Regions from separate parts of the Sus scrofa genome. Here region 1 is linked to region 2. Evidence: chromatin contacts called from public HiChIP or PLAC-seq data. All regions are on one chromosome and are shown on one strand. Each heading gives the region's core, a stretch centred on a gene start, on an enhancer-like site or on the middle of the called end of the contact. The rest is flanking DNA. Distances are from core to core; before and after follow the strand shown. Region 1 holds the start of NANP (N-acylneuraminate-9-phosphatase). Region 2 holds the start of GINS1 (DNA replication complex GINS protein PSF1).

What was found. HiChIP or PLAC-seq counts read pairs in DNA pulled down with a chosen protein or histone mark.
Region 1: a contact with region 2 is called in an H3K27ac HiChIP or PLAC-seq map of alveolar macrophages. The contact joins the promoter of NANP here to the promoter of GINS1 in region 2. A contact is called at or near these places in 3 of 47 Hi-C or Micro-C datasets (heart right ventricle and liver) and 1 of 2 datasets of contacts at active chromatin or transcription factors (alveolar macrophages).

The regions. Positions count from the first base shown.
Region 1 is chr17:31,215,860-31,218,849 of Sscrofa11.1, forward strand. It overlaps NANP (N-acylneuraminate-9-phosphatase), which reads right to left and starts at 1,507. Exons shown (of 2, transcript XM_003134309.4): 1 at 1,343-1,507. The coding sequence starts at 1,432. It overlaps LOC102165363 (a long non-coding RNA gene), which reads left to right and starts at 1,561. Exons shown (of 8, transcript XR_002340151.1): 1 at 1,561-2,005.
Region 2 is chr17:31,058,852-31,062,242 of Sscrofa11.1, forward strand. GINS1 (DNA replication complex GINS protein PSF1) reads left to right here and starts at 1,689. Exons shown (of 7, transcript XM_003483911.4): 1 at 1,689-1,967. The coding sequence starts at 1,893.

The DNA.
Region 1 (2,990 bases), core at 257-2,756, 160 kb after region 2:
ATGGTTCCTAGTCAGATTTGTTTCCACTGCGCCACAACGGGAACTCCAATGTGTTCTTTTTAAAGTATTGGACAGATCTGGAAGTTCCCGTTGTGGCTCAGCAGTAATGAGCCCAACTAGCATCCAGAAGGACATGGGTTCAATCCCTGGCCTCACTCAGTAGGTTAAGGATCCGGCATTGCTGTGAGCTGTGGTGGCTGGGATCTGATGTTGCTGTGGCTGTGGTGTAGGCCGGCAGCTGTAGCTCCTTTTCGACCCCTAGCCTGGGAACTTTCATATGCTGCGGGTGCAGTCCTAAAAAATATATATATATATATACATATATATATATATACACACACATATATATATACACACACACATATATATACACACATACATATATATACACACACACACACACACATATATACTGGACAGATCTGAAAACAGAGTGGAATGCATCCCATGTACCAAGAAGCAGCTTGGGAGAGACAACCTAACTAACGAGGCATGAAGAGAGTTGAAAAGATTAAGTTCCAAAGTGGGTTTTGCAGGTATGATAATTCTAGTTTTCTCTTTAAAGCTGAAAGCATAAGAAAGAAAATAGAGGGGGCTTAGGGTCTTTTTTTTTTTTAGGGCCGCACCTGCAACATATGGAAGTTCCCAGGCTAGGGGTCGAACGGCTACCAGCCTAGGCCACAGCCAGGCCAGACCAGATCCGAGCAGCATCTGGATCAGAACAGCAACACCAGATTCTTAACCCACTGAATGAGGCCAGGGATCCAATCCGCATCCTCATGGATACTAGTAGGGTTCATTACCGCTGAACCACAATGGGAGCTCCCTGCTTAGGTTTTTGAAAAGCATGAGAAAGGTCTGAAAGTGCATAAGCAGGTACAGAAAGGAGGCCATATCCCGCGCAGCAGGACTAGCGCTGAGTGTTACCTCTGAAACCTACAGCAGCTGGGACACCACATGAGTGTTGCCGCGGGGAAAACGCTCTAGAGTCAATTAAGTCCAGGCTCAAAGGCCCAGCGAAGACCACGCGGTGGGAGACCACCCTTCCGCTGTCACTCCTGGGGAGCGGGGCTCCTCTGCCCTCGTGGCAATTCAGCGACACCCTTCCGGTGCCTGTGCAGGGAGCGCTCTAGGCGCGCAACCTCGCAGTCCAGGAATAGCCTGCCTGCTCCAATCGGGCGGGGGCGGCGGCTACTGCCGCCGCGTGCGGAGACTAGGAGGCCCCCCGGCACGAGCCGCCTCGGTACGGACTTAGCACAGTGTACAAGGCAGCGGGCCGGGGGCCCAAGAGCGCGAGGGGCTGTGGCGTCGAGCTCGAGGGGAGCGGGCGCAGGAACGTTACCTCCAACATGCCCTTCCGACTCGCACCGGCCGTGTCGATGAGCGTGTTGTCCAAGTCAAAGAAGACCGCCCGCACCCGTCTCAGCCCCATGGCGCTGCCGCCCGCACGACCAGCCAACTCGCCGTTGCTGCCCGCGCGTGCGCCAGACGGCCCGTGGGCGGGGCCACTAAGCCACTAGACCTTTCCGCGCCGCTGGGGAAGTCCCGCGAGATGTTTCCCAGACCCGAGCGCTGTGGAACAGCAAGGTCCCGCGAGACTCCGAAATTGTGGTCTCTAGAAAGAGCGAGGTTGAGTTACAGCCCTGAGGAGGGTGGTTGCAGGTTCGGCTTCCGCCTTTGTACCTCTAGCCGCATCTGTCTTTTTTCTCATTTTGCGCTTCTTGTGTGAGGAAGACGTCGTAACTGTGTAGGGGAGGTTTCTGCGCCCCGGGGCGCTCGGGAGGAGACGGAAGAAGCGACTTTTCCTGCAGGGTAGCTATGCTCGCCCGCGGAGGGCCCGCGGCCACAAATCGCCGCCGGGAAGGTGTGGTTTCTGGTTTCGAGTCCGCCGCCCCCTTCAGAAGTAGCGCCAGAGGGGCGAGGGCGTCGTCTACGGTTCCAGCCAGGCACTTACTTTCCTAGTTCGGGACCCGGCTTGGTCTGACCGTCTTTACCCTGCTGGATGGTAGGAGCCGGCTCAGAGCCAGAGAAAGTTTTTGAAAGGTGTAATATTCCAGTCCTTGTTTAACAGCTGCGCCTGGAGACTGAGTGCTCTGTAGTGTCTGCCCGATGGTTTGTCCACTTTGTTCTTTGTTTTTTTGCCATTTATTGGGCCGCTCCGGCGGCATATGGAGGTTCCCAGGCTAGGGGTCCAATCGGAGCTGTAGCCGCCGGCCTACACCAGAGCCACAGCAGTGTGGGATCTGAGCCACGTCTGCAACCTACACCACAGCTCACGGCAACGCCGGATCCTTAACCCACTGAGCAAGGCCAGGGATCGAACCTGCAACCTCATGGTTCCTAGTTGGATTCGTTAACCACTGAGCCACGACGGGAACTCCCTGGTTTGTCCACTTTGATGGCTTTTGCTGAAGCTTTGCATTTTCTGGTCATTGGGTGTCTTCTACCTGGGTGATTTTCAGGTAAAGATAGAGGCTGAGGGACCAAAAGTGTCTTAAACCTTCAGAAGGACAGTAACAGTTGTTTGCTTCCTAACTCCTTGTTAGCAGAATACAGATCTTGGAACTAATCTCTAATCTTCTGAATTGTCTCTGTTGGGTAACTTTACTGAAATCTGGATATGTGGTCATCATTAGTAACCCAGAATTGTCTATCATGCCAAACAGGGTAACAGGGCAAAAATACCTGCCACTAGATTCTGTTGACTCTGTGGGCAGAGTGATTTTTACATATTTTAAAGTAATTTTAAAAAATAAAAGGAGTTCCTCTGTTGTGGCTCAGCGGTAAAGAACCTGACCAGTATACACGGGGACCCGGGTTCTATACCTGGCTTCACTCAATGAGTTAAGGATCCGCGTTGTCCTCAGCTGTGGTGTAGGTCACAAATGCGGCTCAAATCCTGTGTGGCTGTGGCTGTGGCATAGTAGGCTGGCAGCTGCAGCTCTGATTTGGTCGCTAGCCTAACATCCTTATGCTGCGGGTGTGGCCCT
Region 2 (3,391 bases), core at 439-2,938:
TTTTTTTTTTTTTTTGGTCTTTTTGCTATTTCTTGGGCCACTCCCGCGGCATATGGAGGTTCCCAGGTCCAATTGGAGCTGTAGCCACCAGCCTATGCCAGAGCCACAGCAACGCGGGATCCGAGCTGTGTCTGCAACCTACACCACAGCTCACGGCCACGCTGGATCGTTAACCCAATGAGCAAGGGCAGGGACCGAACCTGCAACCTCATGGTTCCTAGTCGGATTCGTTAACCACTGCGCCACGACGGGAACTCCTGTGTTTTGTCTTTTTAGGACTGCACCTGCCGCATATGGAGGTTCCCAGGCTAGGGGTCTAATCAGAGCTGTAGCCGCTGGCCTATGCCACAGCCACAGCAATGCCAGATTCGAGCTGTGTCTTCTACACCACATCTCATGGCAACACCAGATCCTTAACCCACTGGCTCCTAGTTGGATTTGTTTGCACTGCACCACGATGGGAACTCCTAAGTAACAGTGCTTTAAAAAAAGAGCCAAATAAAACGAATTGTTTCTACAACAGTAATTCCCACCTTTGATTCTATATAGTTATGAAAATTTCCATAATCATCTAGGTGAGAATATGGCTATTCATGTTAATCCAGAGTAAACCCCCTTCCCACAGACAGTGAGTTGGGCTGTTTTACACGTTTTTAAATTGACTGCTTTAATATCAAAGGTGGTACTCTGAAGGTGAAGGTTTAAAAACAGGGTCTATCACTTTGCCAACTGTGTGACCTTGGGCAAGTTATCTAACTTTTGTTTCTTAATCAGTACCAAGAGTCTTAATAACCACTTTAGGGATAATGGTGAGAATTACATGAAGTATGTTATAGTCCCCAGCTCTCAGGAGACACCCAATAAAAGTTGTTTTCCCTGGGAGTTCCTATTGTAGCCCAGCGGTAAGGAATCCCACGCAGATCCATGAATAGGCAGGTTCCATCCCTGGCCTTGTTCAGTGGGTCAGGGATGCCAGGTTGCTGTGAGCTGTGGTGTGGGTCGCAGACACGGCTTGGATCCCCTGTTGCTGTGGTTATGGTGTGGGTCCGGAGCTGCAGCTCGGATTGGACCCCTAGCCTGGGAACTTCCATATGCCGCGGATGCAGCCCTAAAAAGCAAAAAAAAAAAAAAGTTGTTTTCCCCTTTTCTTGTCTTTTTGCCTTTTCTAGGGTGGCTCCCACCAGCATATGGAGGTTCCCATGCTAGGGATCTAATCAGAGATGTAGCCACCGGCCTACACCAGAGCCACAGCCGCGTCTGCGACCTACACCACAGCTCACGGCAACGCCGGATACTTAAGCCGCTAAGCAAGGCCAGGGATCGAACCTGCAACCTCATGGTTCCTAGTCGGATTCGTTGACCACTGAGCCAGGAAGGGAACTCCTGGTTTCCCTTTTATATCACACAAAACCACACTGCAAAACCGAGTAGACACAATGCTAGGTCTTAACATCAATGCACGCCTTTTCCCGTCATGCCTTCTCGACCTCAACGCGCGGGCCCAGTCAACCTAAAAGAGAATGAATGAATCGAATGGGAAAGGGGGGGGCTGCTTTCGTCCTGAGCTGTGCTGCACAAAAGCTGTCCTGCCGCTCAGCAGGAGATCAGGCCAATGCCTGCACCGAGGGGCGGGCCCACAACTACAACAAATCCGGGCAGCGATCCCTGGGGCACTGCGGCTGCGCAGCGGAGGCATATGTCCCTTGGCCGCCACTGTAGCCGGGAGGTCGGCAGCGCGTTCCTATTGGCTTCGCGTTTTGGCGCCAAAGCGGGGTGACGGCGGAGTCTGTGTCTGAGCCGAGCGGCAGGAGCTGCAGGAACTCGGGCTGTGGTCCTGGGACCGCTGTCGTTTGTTTGGGAGCCTCGGGTGCGCAGGAGCCGGCACGTCCGCCATGCTCTGCGAGAAGGCCATGGAGCTGGTCCGGGAGCTGCACCGCGCGGCCGAGGGACAGTTGCCGGCCTTCAATGTAAGGGCTGGCGGGCGCTTCCCGGGCAGCTTCTCGGGGGTGCTCAGCCGGAGCGGGAGACGGGTGTGCCCGTGGTTCTTCGCGGTGGCTGTGGCCACCGGGGGTGGCCCCTAAGCTTAGACTGTGGGCTTGGGGCTTCCAGATGTGCGCGCAGGTTTGGCGATGGCATCTCGCCCCGGGGATGTGCTGGAGAGCAGCCGGGCCTGGGGTAGCCGCAGGCAGGCTCCACCCCCGCCTTAGCTCGTGGAAGGCTCCCTCCCTTGTAGGGCGGCCGCGGGAGGGGCGGGAGAGGGGTTGCTGGAGCACAGGTGGTGTGTTCTACCCAGGAAGTGTGGACCGCAGTAACTGGGGCGTGAGAGCTGCTCGGGGAAGGAGCAGGCGGTGCGGATACCCTCGCTCTGCTAGGAAAGGGCGACCGGTGCGCTGTGTGCCGGCCACACTTGGGCTCTGGGTCCTGGGGACTCACTGTTCCCTCACAAGGCACTTTGGACAGAGGGGCGATTGGCTAACTTTGTGTTTTGACAGTAACTCTGGTAACACTTTGAGGAGTGGATTGGAGAGGATAAAGAATGGTTTAAGGTGCTAATAATAAACCCAATGGGAGCTGTGTATGGTCCGAACAGTCCGGTCAGCGGGCCCTGAGACAGACGGGACTTGAAACTGCTGGAACAGGGGTGGAGACGGATGGGGTAACAGATGGGAAAGAATCCGCCTTTGAGGAGGCTTTTCCTTCAGGTAGCGAGTTAACATTGGAGGTGAACCCAAAGAGTGTTTTGGGGAAGGTAAACGTTAAAGAGCACCTGGTCTGACAATCACGTCATTTACAGATGAGGAAAGTATGGATCAAATTAAGAGACTTGTTTTGAACTTGTAGCACGTTGGGGTCAGAGCCTCAACTTGAACACAGGTTTCCTAAATTCCAGTCTGTCATCCTTTCAACTTTAGACAGTTACCTCATTTCCAAAGTTAGGAGGCCCCGTGGGAGGTTCAATAGAGATGCTGGAATGCAGAGGTGTGTAAGCTCTCAAATGCGGCTCCACTGAAGAGGGAAGACCAGGCCCTTTGGGGACCTGGTACATGTGAGGAAATGAGCCCAAGGCACAGAGACTGCCCACTGGTGCTCTTCAGATCCCTTTTTTTGCTCACATTTTAGGATAAATGTCAGGAGTGAACTTAGAAGTCCTTTTCTTGCAGTGGAGCCTGCCTCGGGTGGGGCAAGACGGTGGCTGGCCATTCTGACACAGCTGAGCTAGGGCAGACCAAGAATTGATTTGACTGATCCCACACTCCCAGGACCCACACAGACTTCCAAGAATTATTCCTCTCAAGCAGATGATAGCTGGTTTAGAGCAGAGCCTCTGCCTTGTGCATTCCAGAATTCCTCATAATTACGTGCTGTGTTCAGCAAATTGGAATGATTACCC